Linked DNA regions of Mus musculus: region 1 is linked to region 2. The links are chromatin contacts, called in public promoter capture Hi-C maps. All regions are on one chromosome and are shown on one strand. The core of a region is the stretch at or near the end of the contact, and the rest is flanking DNA. Distances in the headings are between cores, read along the strand shown.

Region 1 (6,856 bases), core at 4,286-6,785, 390 kb after region 2:
GGCCTCCCTAAAATATCTGAGACAGACTGGACTTTTCCAAAGGAATTTGCTAAAAAACAAAGCAAGTTAATGAAAGGGCAGGGGTGATAAATCATAGAAAACACAAACACGGTACAGCTTCTTCTCCGATGCTTGGGCTCCGGCTTCAGATTAATTACACCCGAGGCCCCCAGGCTCCCTTCCTAGGTTCAATATCACAAGGCTCCCAGACTGCAGCCAGAGCACAGAACTCTCTCTTTTTTTTTTCCCTAAGAAAAATTCCATGCCCAAAGAGAAAACTTAAAGGAAAAAAAACCAAACTAAAACAAAAAGAACTCCATTCCTAAATTGAAACAAAACCCAATTCTCTCTCCTATGTCCTTCTCTCTCTTTCTTTTTTCCTTCTCTTTTACTCTGTCTCTTATCTATCTATCAATCCATCCATCCATCCATCCATCCATCCATCCATCTATCTATCTGTTGGCTTTTTTGAAACAGAATTTCTCTGCGTAGCCCTGGCTGTCCTGGAACTTGATCTGTAGACCAGGCTGACCTTAAACCCATAGAGAGCTGGCTGCCTCTGCTTCCTAAGTGCTGAGATTGCAGGGCGTGGTGGCGCATGCCTTTAATCCCAGCACTCGGGAGGCAGAAGCAGGCAGATTTCTGAGTTCGAGGCCAGCCTGGTCTACAAAGTGAGTTCCAGGACAGCCAGGGCTATACAGAGAAACCCTGTCTTGAAAATCCAAAAAAAAAAAAAAAAAAAAAAAAAAAAAAAAAAAAAAAGAAGAAAGAAAAAACCAAACCAAACCAAACAAAACCCAAAAATACTAAGTGCTGAGATTAAAGATGTGTGCCACCATGCCTGTCTCTTTTCTTATTTTTATATTTATTTGTGTGTGTGTCCACATGTGTATATGTGTGTGAGCATGTTTATGTGTGTGTGTATGTGTTTGGGCGTGTGTGCATATGTGTGTATGTCTGTGTGCATGCGTATGTGTCTATGTGTGAGTGCATGTGTGTCTATGTGTGTTTGTGTGTATATTGTGTGTAGGGGGTATGTGTGTATGCACCTATGTGTGCGTGCATATGTATGTGTGGCATGCATGGGTGTGTGGCACGCATGTGGAAGGTTGAAGAACAGTTTTATAGAAGCTGCTTTTCCTCCATCATGTATGCCCGGGGACTGAACTCAGGTCTTCAGGCTTGGTGGCAAGTGGCTTTACCCACTGAGCCTTCTAGGCAGTGATGTGGTGATGCTGTCTCTTTCTTTCTTCTTTGTCTTTCTTTCAGATAAGGTCTCATGTAGCTCCGGCTGGTCCTCCTGCCTCTATCTCCAGAAAGCTAAGATGGCAGGCATAGGCTGCCACACCTGGCTCATTTGCAGCATTCTTGCAAATGGAAGAGTGGGTTTATAGAGACCAACAGAGGGAACACTCTGGGCCTCAAGCAATGCCTTCCATGTGTTTCTTTAATTACAACAGCCATACTAGGAAGCTTTGTCCATGGGGAGACCCCATTTACTCTGGTGTTACTGACATGCTGTAGGGGACATCTCTTCCATAGGGATACTGGAGATGGCCAGAGAGAAATGTGACGTAACAAATATGAAGTCCTTAACATGGGACACCACACCTGGCTTATTCAGTGTTGGGGATGAAGATGCATGTGGGGTGTGTATTCTACCAACAGAGCTACAACTTCAGCCCCCATCTATTTATTTATTTTACTTTAAGACTTTTTTTATTTATGTGTGTGTTTGTGTGCTTGTGTGTAGGTGTGTGTGAAGGCCAGAAGAAGGTGTTGAATGCTCTGGAGCTGGAGTTAGAGACGACTGCAGGTCCTCTGATATGGGTGTGTCTTAGTCAGGGTTTCTTTTGTTTTTTGTTTGTTTGTTTGTTTGTTTTTGTTTTGTTTTTTTTTTTTGGTTTTTCGAGACAGGGTTTCTGTGTGTAGCCCTGGCTGTCCTGGAACTCACTCTGTAGACCAGGGTGGCCTCAAACTCAGAAATCTGCCTGCCTCTGCCTCCCGAGTGCTGGGATTAAAGGCATGCGCCACCACGCCCGGCTAGTCAGGATTTCTATTCCTGCACAAACATCATGACCAAGAAGCAGTTGGGGAGGAAAGGGTTTATTCAGCTTACATTTCCACACTGCCGTTCATCACCAAGGAAGTCAGGACTGGAACTCAAGCAGGTCAGAAAGCAGGAGCTGATGCAGAGGCCATGGAGGGATGTTCTTTACTGGCTTGCTTCCCCTGGCTTGCTCAGCCTGCTTTCTTATAGAACCAAGACTACCAGCCCAGAGATGGCCCCACCCACAAGGGGCCTTTCTCCCTTGATCACTAATTGAGAAAATGCCTTACAGTTGGATCTCATGGAGGCATTTCCTCAACTGAAGCTCCTTTCTTTGTGATAACTCCAGCTGTGTCAAGTTGATACAAAACTAGCCAGTACAGGGTTCTTCTGGGATCCTAACTCCATGCACTCCTGAAACAGCAATGCATGCTCTGGTTGCTGAGCCTCCCTCCCTTCCCCACTCTTTAAGATACTGAGCATTTCCAATATAGAGGACCCTGTTTTGGAGCTGGAGGTAGAAGGAGCTTAAGACAGAGAAGATAGGGGAGACAGGGGAGTCTGAATTGGCCACCACCATTACTTCCTGTTCTGACCCAGGTCTAAGTCTTTAATGGGGGCTCCAGGCTATGACTGGAGAAAAGCTGAGTGTGGACAGGTGTGGGAAATGTTCTTAGCACTTTTCACATACCTGTTGTGGTAAGTATAGAGACCTCAAAAAACCTGAGGAAATGGGAAGAGCAGATAAGGAAGTAATAAGAATACAGAAATACTTTGAGGAAGGATTTTTTTTTTTTACTTATTATTTTGCTTTTGAGATGGACTCTCATGTAGTCTAGGATGGCGTCATGAAATTGTGTAGCTGAGGAAAACTTGAGTTTCTCCTTCCTGCCGTCTTCCTACCTTCACTTTCAACCCAAGGATTGGGTTTAGAAGCATAGGCTATCATTCTTGACTTATTTTCTGGTGGGCCTCTAACCCAGAGCTTCAGGTATGGTAGGATCTAGTCACATCTTAGTCAGCTATAACCCAGCCATGGAGCTCAGGCTAACCTCAAATTCCCCGTGCAGTTTAGGATAATCTTGAACTCCTGCTATTCCTGCCTCTACCCCCCAACTGGACTTTAAGAAAAACTTAGTGTGTATGTGTGCATGTATGTAGGCTATAATGGGCATGTGTGTATGTGTGTATGTGTGCATGTGTGAAGTCTATGATGGGCATGTGTGTATGTGTGCATGTATGAAGTTTATGATGGGCATGTTTATCTGTGCATGTATGAAGTCCATGATGTACATGTGGGGCTCTGTGGACAACTTTTGGGAATTAATTTTCTCTTTCCAATGTATTTGTTCCAGGGGTCGAACTTGTCAGCAAGCATGTTTACCTGCTGAGCCATCTCCTATGCACCTCCAGCCCTACTCTTGTTCATATTTATTACTTAAAAATAATGAGAAAGCCTTCTAAAACTTATGATCCATTTCTTTGAATTTTCAGGCGGCATTCTTAGTAGAAGACAGACTTTGCGGTTCATGCTGTTTGGGCCAGAGGGATTAGTTCTGATGCCGGAATACTATTCCAGGTGAACTATCAGCTGATGTGTGTCAGTTTAGAAATGGAGAGTGGTTTCAGATAAGTCACATTATATTTTCGGTAGGATCCCCAGTAAAAGAGTTATGATAAATGATAAATAACAGCTATACTGTCAGCATACCAGAGCTCTTTTGTTTTCTTCCCTGGGCCAGAAGGGCTGAGGACTCACAGTTTGCAAGCTACCAGCGAATCTGAGGCTTTCCAGAGTACAAAAGAATCGACAGACACCTGCTATTCTCAATATTGGATGCTAGAGGAGCTTCAACCAAAATGCAGTCTTCTTTTCCCGGGACAACTCCTACTTTGGCACAGCCCTTTAAATCAGCATCACCAGGCACTCCAACCCACAATACTAGGCCAATGTTTATTGTGCAACAAGGCCTGGGTGTAGTTTGGAATGCCTTGGCTTTCCTAAAAGAAGTTATGTGTTCATTGGGGAGAGTCAGTCAGGAAGATCTCGCTCTGTATCCCAAGCTGGCCACAAACTGGAGCGCCTCCAGCCTTTGCCTATGGAATACTAGGGTTACAGGTGTTTAGTACTATGAGGACCATCTATATTCAAAACCTCATAGAGGGTGTGAGGAACGTGAAAAGGGATCTATAGCTACTCAGCATGGGAAAACTAGCCACTTAAGAGCTTTCTGATGGGACAAGTGATCCTACACCTGTAATATAACCCAGCACTCAGGAGGCTGAGGCAGGAGGCTACAAGAGCCAGCCTGAACTGAGACCCGTATTAAAACAAGTAATGTTGGTGAGGTAGCTCAGTATAGCCAGGCCTGACTATCTGAGTTCAATCTCTACTCCTATGATAGACCTATACATATATATCTCATAGCATTCATGCCCTCACATGATAGATAGATAAATAGATGCATGGATGGATAGATAAGTAAATAAGTGTATTAAGAATTTAAAAACAAACCAACAAACATGAAAAGTTAGTTCTATAGTTAAATGACTAGCCTGTGCAAAGACCTGGCTTCAATCCCCATTAATGCAAAAAAAAAAAAAAACCAAAAAACCAAAAACGGGGATTGGGGCGAGGACGTGCTTTTTGACATAAAACTAGTTAGCTGACCAGCAACCCCAAGCTGTTAGACACGACCTCCTCCTTTTGATGGGGGGAAAACTGCGGATTGTGGAAACCCTGTTCTTCTACCGGCAAAGGAAGCCCTCTTGTGCTGAAGGCCTCCCCTGGTCAAAGCACACGCTGTACACAAAGCCTGTTTAGAGGCAGGGCTAGAGGATGTGTGTGTGTGTGTGTGTGTGTGGGGGGGGGGGTCGGTTTTGTTCAGCCCAGTTTTGGCACAGCCACGACTGACCTGCCAGTGTGGTCGGGGTGAGAAAGTCAGCTTCCAGTTCTTTTCATAGCTGGGTCTCAGACTTGAGCAAGCTGCAAGTACGTAGGGTCTTCTTGGCCCCAGGGCCTGTAGGCTCTAAAGCCACCAAACGTCCTCTCACCACGAGGGAGGGACGCAAACAAGCATCTGTCGCTTGCATTGGCTGCATCGGAGAGTTGTACCCAGAAGGGCGTTCGTGTGCTTGAGGTCACACATAGAGGGGTGTCCCTGGGGAACAGAAGCAGGAAAGGAGAACCTGTCCCAAGGTGGACAGGTGACGCGGGCGAGAGAGACGCTCGGAGTGGCTGAACCTCTGTCCCCACCCTGGTTCTTCCACAGCCCCTGACCCTGGTGTGCTACCCCGAGGCTAGTGCGGGTGGCCCCTGGGGTCTTCGGCCCCCCGCAGCCCGCCGCCCCGTTCCCGCCGTGCTCCGGCCTCCCGGGCCCGCTCGGCGTCGCTCTGCCGGCGCTGGGGGCGGGCACAGCCCCCTCCCTCGGTGTCCCCTCCCCGTCCCTCCCCCTCCCCCGTGGCGAGGCGGCGGCGGCGGCGGCAGCGGCGGCGGTCGAGGCTGAGGCGGCGGCGGCGGGCGGGGCTCGGCTCGGGCTCCGCGGGCGGGCGGGCGGACATGGCGGCCAACATGTACCGGGTCGGAGGTAGGAAGGCTCGGCCCTTCCCGGCCCGTCGGGGAGCGGGCGGTGGGAGCGGGGGTCCGGGCAGCGCACGCTTACTGCCAGCAGCCCGGGAGCCCGGGGCTGAGGGCGCCGCGGGCGGGGCGCAGGGGGATCCCCACCCCCACTCCCCTCCCCCACCGCTCCTGCCCGGCGTCTCGGGGCCAGGCCTCTTCTGGGGACACGCATCGGACACCCCCTTTACGAACGCCCCAAAGGGACAGAGCCCCTGCAAGCCCCCTAGCTGAGTGGTCTTTCCCTCGCGTGGCTTTTGGGCACGAGGGAGGGGGGCTTGAGCACCCCTCACCCCAAACCCCGGCTTCTGCCTCGGTGTTAGCGTGGGCTGGGGACGATGGTGGCCCAGGTGGGGGGCAGAGCTCGACAGGCCTGTTTGCAGAGCCCGGGCCCTGCACCGTCGCTGCTTCACCCCCCATTCCCTTCGGTTTCCCGTTCAGTCCCCCTGAGAGTGGGGCTGTGTGTGGGGCCAGGGAGCCGCAGCCCCAGGTAGGGAGTAGAGCTCAGCCTGGACGTTGGCTCTGCTGTCTGTCTTTCCAGCCTTCTGCAGAAGAGAGAGAAATAAGGTCAAACAAACTTTCCCTGCTCACGACGCCCTCCCTCCCTCCTTCCTGGTAAAATAATAATTCAGATAAGTGGCGTGTTTGTGAGTGAGACTTGCTCTTCCGTCTTTGCTCATTAGCCGAGCTCCTGATGGATGATGGTGGGGGAATGGCCTGGCTAAATGAGGCCACTTAGCAGCAGAGGGCTGGGAGAGAGCCGCCTAGGTAGACCGTGACTGTGCAGTCTAGTCTCTCAGGTAAACACATAGTGGGAAGTTTCCAGCCACTCTGTAGAGGAAAAATCCTGTACCTTTGGTTGAAAACTTGCCATGGTTTCTTTATAAGAAGGGTCTAAATGGAGTTGAATCAAATATAAAAAAAGGGGGGAAAAAAAACAACCCAACACCCAGCCCCTATTCCTCACCATCCCAGGTAGAGCAAGGAAAAGTTTGATACCTGCTTGCCCTTACACATTCTGCCTGCCGATTTTTTTTTTTAAGTTGATGTTTGAAATGAATTTGGGCTGTTAAGCCTTTCTTTTTCTCCTGATTTGTCTCAGGTCAACACTTTTATGTAAGAATCGTTGTTGAGGGCTGGTTGGATTGGAGGGATGAGGCGCTAGTGGGAGGCTGCGTTGATGAGCTCTG
Region 2 (6,906 bases), core at 4,376-6,875:
CAGGCCTCTGAACCAGATCATCAACCACTTGACAGGCACAAGGTACCGTGAACTTTCCCTTCACTTTAACTCCTGATCTTTCTTGCTATCGCCCTTCTTCCGGCTTTTCTTCACTTTGTGCAAAAGTGTGCCAGGGGTTAGGTCACTTAAACAGAGGAGCCGCCTAGAGCTGGAGCTGTGGGTGAGGGCTATGCCTAACAAGATCGCCAGGGCTGATAAGCAGACCAGCACTACACCCAGCCCTTGCTAAGACAAGCTCAGTTTCCGTATACTTTAGCTCCCCCACTGGAAATGTGTTGGGGATGTCCTCATGGTTTATCTCTCTGCCCACTTTGTTCTTCTCCAGTCTCTGTGCTTGTATGGACTCCATGATTAGGTCTAGCTTCCCCGACTCTGGCATCCGCAGACTGTCCACTGCCACTGCAGAGCCCTTTATTCTGCCTGGTCTGTCTTTGTTCCTCTTATCATAGTTAATGATCAGTTGTGACACCGGACCCCACCCACCCAACACACACCTGGAGCGGTGTACACACACGAAAGACTCTCCCGTAGCCTGGGAGGTCTCCTTCAGAGCAGAGGCTTCACCTTTTCTTCCACCATTTTCCTCTGAAGTCACACTGATCACAGAATGTTCCTTTGGGGGATTAGGAACCTATCAGTGACTTCATAAGGAGATGCTTCCAAAGCCAGTTCACCCCAGAGCCCTGCCGGTTTTGTAGCAATACCTCTTTTCTAAACCTCTGTCCCCTAAGGAAGTCAACAGAACATGTGTCATTTGTTCCTGAACTTTGTCCCTGCCCTGCAGGGATCTATGACGTGACCCTTCCCAACTGCTTGGTGTTAACAAAGGCGTTCAGGCACGTAGGCTTTTGCGAGTAACCCATCCCTTTGGAGCTGCACCACGGAAAGGTGTTCCTTCAACAACACAAAGATTTATTACTTTCTTCCCCCACAGAAAAAAACCACAGGAATATTTCCTTCTTGACTGGCGCAATATGAGTTCCAAGTTTCATTAAAGAACCAGCCAGATACTTCCTCCTTGGTGGCATGGGAAGACTTAACCATAGTGTTTGAAACTTTACCTCCGCACACCTGCCTCATAGCCGTCCCCTCTTCCTATGACTCTTCTATTTCCTCAGGGTCTGGGCTTTGAGGCTGCCTCCCCAGGCAGCTGGGGCTCTGGGTCCCTCTCGCCATTAATAATGAATGTTTCTTATTGAACTGCACACCTGCCAGCAACCAGGCGTGGCAATTAACAAACTGGCTGGGGTTTTTTGTTGTGGTGGCTGGTTTTAATTTGTGTGTGTGTGTGTGTGTGTGTGTGTGTACTGCGTGCATATGGAAGACAGAGGACAACTTCGCAGAGTTCGTTCTCTCCTGCTTTCACGGTGTTTTCTGGGGATTGAACGCAGGTCATCCGGGTAGTGTGGCAAGCCACCAAATCATCTGGCTGGCCCTTGGCTTGGGTTTTTAACCAATGTATTGGCTGCCTGGACAGCCGCTGCACTCAGGGAGAGTCTGCCTTTCTGCCTCTGCTGTTGTTCGTGGACTTTCACAAGTAGGTTTGCAGAAAGGGAGTTGGTTTTCCATTGGCAGAGCCAGTCCTCCCTGCTAGCTGGCTCTTCTGCTTTCACCTGCTCCTAATCTGCTCACTGGGTACCGTGGACTCTGGCCTATGACTCAGGGCTGCCACCTTCCCTAGATGTGACACTGATGGTGTGGCCTTAGGGCTCTAGTAGACAGAATAATGATCCCCAAGAATGCCTACATCTTGGAACCTGTGAGTCTGTTTCCTTAAATGGTCTTTGCAGATATGATTAAGCTAAGGACCTTGAGATGGAGAGATTACCCGGGATTAGCCTGGAAAGCATGCTGTGATCACAGGGTTCCTTATAAGGGAAGGAAGCAAAGCAGGAAAGCCAGAGGAGCAAGGATTGCAGCAAGGTTGGAGGGGCCGAGGAATGCAGGCAGCCTTCGTGATCTGAAAAGGCCAAGAGAATGTGTGCTGCAGGATTCGAACCTCCCGAAAGATGCTGCTCTCACTGGCGCCTCCATTTCAGGTTTTAAGACTTCTAGATCAGGAACCTAATCCACATGTGGCGTTCTCAGTTGTCACACACACAATGCACAGGTCACAGAGGGAAGCCATTGCGGCTATTCTAAGTTCGGCAACGGAGCAACGAAGGCAAAAGACAAAACTGCAAACCTTTCTAGCCAACCCTGTCCCTGCTCCCTTGTACCCTGCTATAGGAAGATAATAGTTGGCCTTCGCCAGCTTGGTCCTTGCACTCAGAGCTCCTGAAGAAAGATGAATTTGGCTACCCTCAGGCTGAGCCACAGAAAACTTCAAGTCTCTGCTCCCTGCTTTTTTTTCAGAGTTTCTCTGCCAGCATGAAGTCAAGAGAGCCCTCCCCCTCCTCTCTCCTCTTAGGGTTTTATCACCTGCAAGCAGCTCTTAGAGGAGAGTGGGGGAAGGGGGAGAAATAGCTTTAGTCTAAATCTCTGTTACTAACTGGCTTTTGTTAAAGGCAAAGTATAGTCTACCCTCCTATAACACGCTGCTGAGAACTGTGGGCTTTTTCTTCCTCTGGCTCTAGGAAGGAATAATGCATATACTACCCTTTTTCCCCCCTAATTCTGGAGATTTAACCCAGGGTATCTTGCATGCTAAATCCACATTATACCACGGAACAAAACCTTCAGCCAGAATATCTCTTTCTTAAAATTTTTATTACATTTATCTGTTTATTTGTGCACGTGTGTGCTCAGATAAATGCCACAGCCTGTGTGAAGGTCAGAGGACAACTTGCAGGGGTCAGTTCTCTCTTCCACCGTGTGGGTCCTGGGATCCAACTCAGGTTGTCAGGGTGCAGCAAGCAACTGCTCCTGAGCCATCATGCGCGCGTGCGCATGCGTGTGTGTGTATGTGTGTGTGTGTGTGTGTGTGTGTGTGTGTGTGTGTGTATGTGTGTGTGCATGTATGTGTGTATATGTGTGTGTATGTGTGTGTATATGTGTGTGTATGTGTGTGTGTATGTGTGTGTATGTGTGTGTGTGTGTGTGTGTGTGTGTATGTGTGTGTGTGTATGTGTGTGTATATGTGTGTGTGTGTGTGTATGTGTGTGTGTATGTGTGTGTGTGTGTGTCATGGGCCGTTGTGGGCTTCCTGATGAGTGCTAGAGACCTCTATACACTCTGGTCCTCTATAAGAGCAGCAAGCGCTCTTAACCACTAAGCCGGTCTTCAGCCCCTGTGTGTTTTTGAGATGCGGTCTTATACTGGACAAACTGGACAAACTGGACAAACGCTCTTCCAATGGAACAGCATCTTTAGCCTCTTGTTTGTGGGTTTTGGGGTTGTTTTTTGGGGGGGATGCTTCATATATTTTTGTTTTGCTTTGTTTTGTGTTTGTTTGCTTTTTTCCAGACTGACTAAGTGGATCTTCCTGGCCTAGAACTCACTATGTTCTAGGCTGGCCTTGAACTCATGAGCCTCCTGATTCAGCCGTCTAAGATCTGGGCTCATAGGTATATACTACCAAAGTCAGCCAGTATCTTTTTAAAATAAAACAAGCAGTGCCATTTATTATCTATCTATTTATTTATTTGCCAGGAAGTGGCATGAACATGAGGGTCAAAGATCAAAGGCTGAAAGGTCAGGTCTCTCCTACCAGGTAAGTCCCAGGGATAGAATTCAGACAGTCAGGCTTGGAGGCAAGGCCCTTCCTTCATCTGCTGAGCTATCTCACTGGCCCCAATGCCTTAGTTACCAGTTACTCAGGACCCCTCTCTTTCCTCACCATGGCTTCTTCCTAACCAAGAAAGAGGGCAGTCCTGACCAAGCATCGGCACCTTGAGCTAATGACTCCAATTAAACCAAACTCCAACTCTAGACATAGAAGAATTTCACAAGGAAGAATTGTTGACTGGAGACTCCAATTCAGCTTGCCACCATTCACTACACAATGCTGGTTGCAGAGTAATCACTACAGTATAAATAATGATACTTTTTGTGTGTGTTTCCTGGGTGCCAGGAACTTCACTCAATGTTTTACCTACCTTAGCTCACTGAAGCTTTTCCCATGAGACTGGGACTGTCGTCTTCTGTATCTCACAGATGAAGATTGTGCTGATGGGGATTAGGGACACTATGGAAGCTCAGACTGCTAATAGGAGGTGAAGTCAGGGCTGTTCTAGGGTTACCTGGCAGCCGTGCCCTCTCTACCTCTGCTTGCTTGCTCCCCGAACTTGTTAAAAGGCTTTCAAGTGTACACTGGGTTTCCATTCCTAGTTTAAAGGTTCATGACAGATTTGACCACGATTTGTGGGAATTATAGATGGATTTTTTTTTCTAATACAGGGTTTCTCTGTGTAGCCCTCGGTGTCCTACAACTCACTCTGTAGACCAGGCTAGTCTAAAACTCAGAGATCCACCTGCCTCTGCCTCCCAAGTGCTGAGATTAAAGGCATGTGCCACTACCACCCAGGTAACAGATAATTAAAAAAAACAAAACAAAACTGATAATGTGTGTGTGTGTGTGTGTGTGTGTTAATTGCATCTAACTGGTTGAAATGGTAAATTTGAAGGTTTATAGTCAAGAGCAGTGGCGAGACATTTATTCTGAAAGAGTCAAGGACTGCCACCTCCACTTATAAGCCTTTAATAAATGAGAGTCTAAAATACTCTAAGTAGAATCCCAGCAGAGACTACAAGCCAAGAATGCCTGGCTTACAAAATAATGGGGGCTGCTTCTTCCCAAGTTACCATGCACAGAAGCAAAACTTGGCAGAATCTGAAACAAAAGATTTTGATTCCGTTCCTACCAGGGCTTCCAGAGAAGGGGAGCAAAACAAACTACGCAAAACTTGGTGCTTATTACTACTACCAAATCCAAGCACCTGGACCAGTCGGTATTGGGCGAGAATCCCACCCAGCTCTCTGCCCAAGGAACTCAACCCCAAATACCCACGTGCAGAGAGTAGGAGATTTCTGCCCCTCCTTATTTTCTGCAGTTCTATTTCTGGGGGAGAATTTCCACATATAACCCAGCTGCTGCCCTGACACCATCTTCATTGAGTAATCCATGGGATGTCACACCAGCCAGGCGCTAAGGGAAGCCCTGCTTTTATGGATTGGCTCTTAATTTGGGAATTTTTATTTTCTGACTTCCCTCCCTCTTTTCTTTCTTTCTTTCTTTTTTTTTTTTTTTTTTTTTTTTCTTTTTCTTTTTTTTTTTTTCCGATGGACTGCGCTGCTTTTGAGGCAAGATGCCTGAGTGGTGAAGTGTTGCCTGCTTTTGAGAAAAGGAATTCCTGCTGGTTGAGAGGCCAACAGTTGAGTGAAAGGCAAAATGTGTGCCTTTAATAGTACATCTTAATTGGCTAGCTGGCTCAGGAGAAAGGATGTGTGGGCCTGCTGTGGGCTCAGTTGCTTCTGGTACCAGTCAGATCTGAGCTGACAAGATGAGCTTGGGACATTGGATCTTATAGCCACTCCCGGGTGCCTAGAGAGCCACCCCCACCTCTTCCCTGGCACCGCAAGGCCACCTCTCTCCCTTACTTCTCAGCTGGGAGACAGCAAAGGCGAGTTTGGCAAAGTTCCCCCGTAAAAAGTCTAATCCAAACATCATGTCCGCTGAGCTCAGCGGGGTGACTCATGTGCGCTGATGTGTGGGGCTAGCAAGCAGAGATTAGGATCTGGCCCGCCCGCCCCGCCAGCCTGCCCTGCACTTCCTTTGATCAGCTCTGATGGGTTTTAATTCTGCAGAAGTAACTTCCTGCCAGCCAGCGGCAAACAGCTTTCGGTGGAGGCTCCCAAGCCGCATCTATACTGACCTACTTGTCAGAGGCCAAGCAGGCATGGGTTCATGGCACAAGGATGACATCTTGGGCTCATATCCCGCCCAGGGCAGAGAGGAGAGCCTCTCTCGCTGAGGTGACATCAGATGCTTGCTCCTTGGCCAACACTAGCAAAGCCTTGAGTTTCGGCAGCCTAGGCTCTGAACCTGCTGCTGGCTTTAGTTAAGTTAGCTAGATAATAATAATAATAATAATAATAATAATAATAATAATAATAAGCCTTTTTTTTTAAAGCTGGGACATCTCCAGCATCTGGCACAAAACAAAGCTCTCACTGGGTTCTTCAGAAATATTTCACATCTGTTTTGCTCAAGACCAAACACATTCGGAGTATATTACTTTCTGGAACCGTGCTTACCCTGCTCCGTTGGAATGTGCTTGTCTCTCCATTCTTTTAAATCCCCTCAATTAACACTGCCAAGTGGAGCACCTGACATCGGGGTGTGGACTTGCTCCAATCCCGCCCCCTCTCCCCAACTCCCTCCCCATCCCGATTTCTCTTTTGTCTCTCTTCTCAGCCAGCAGGGCAGTGAATCTATAACTCAGGCAGTATGCTAGAACCTCCCTGGGAAGGGGTGTGGTCTTTAAAAAAAAAATCTGAGACCAGACTCCACCCTAGAAGAATCTGGCCTCCATATTGTCTCAAGCTCCCATTGTGGGGGGAGGAGGGGAGCACGGATATCTAAGGTCATGTGGCTTCAGTCATCTGCCTAAAGAATGGTTCTTATCTCCTATCTCCTGTCTACCCCTCCTACCTCCATTTGGTGTGGGGGGCTTCAGGAAAAACGCTTTAGCCACATTAGGGTAAAATAGTGTCTGGGTAGGATGGCATATGTATTAGAAATTTGCTTATCTAAAGTTTGAGTGTGAAATGTCTCCCGCAGGCTGGCTCATGTGTCTGAGTTCTTGGTCTCCAGCTAATGGGAAACTGTAGAAGTTTTGTGATATAGGGCTTTGCTGGTAGACATAGACTACTAGGGATCGGGCTTGAAGGTTGTAGTCCAGCCTGCTCCTGGTCTTGTTCTTTACTTCCCGATCAGCCACAGTG

The links. Promoter capture Hi-C pulls out the DNA fragments that hold promoters and counts their contacts.
Region 1: a contact with region 2 is called in a promoter capture Hi-C map of the HPC-7 cell line. The contact joins the promoter of Mta3 here to the enhancer-like site in region 2. A contact is called at or near these places in 2 of 39 promoter capture datasets (the C10 cell line and the HPC-7 cell line).

What each region holds. Positions count from the first base shown.
Region 1 is chr17:83,700,649-83,707,504 of GRCm38.p6, forward strand. Mta3 (metastasis associated 3) reads left to right here and starts at 5,536. Exons shown (of 17, transcript NM_001379391.1): 1 at 5,536-5,637. The coding sequence starts at 5,610.
Region 2 is chr17:83,306,971-83,313,876 of GRCm38.p6, forward strand. No RefSeq gene overlaps it. Among named protein-coding and RNA genes, the nearest start is that of Gm24240, 40 kb to the left of the region's middle. Within about 2 kb of position 5,626, at least 237 of the 459 cell types and tissues checked have an H3K27ac peak or open chromatin away from gene starts, as enhancers often do. A contact at or near this core is called in the HPC-7 cell line, where this site is marked.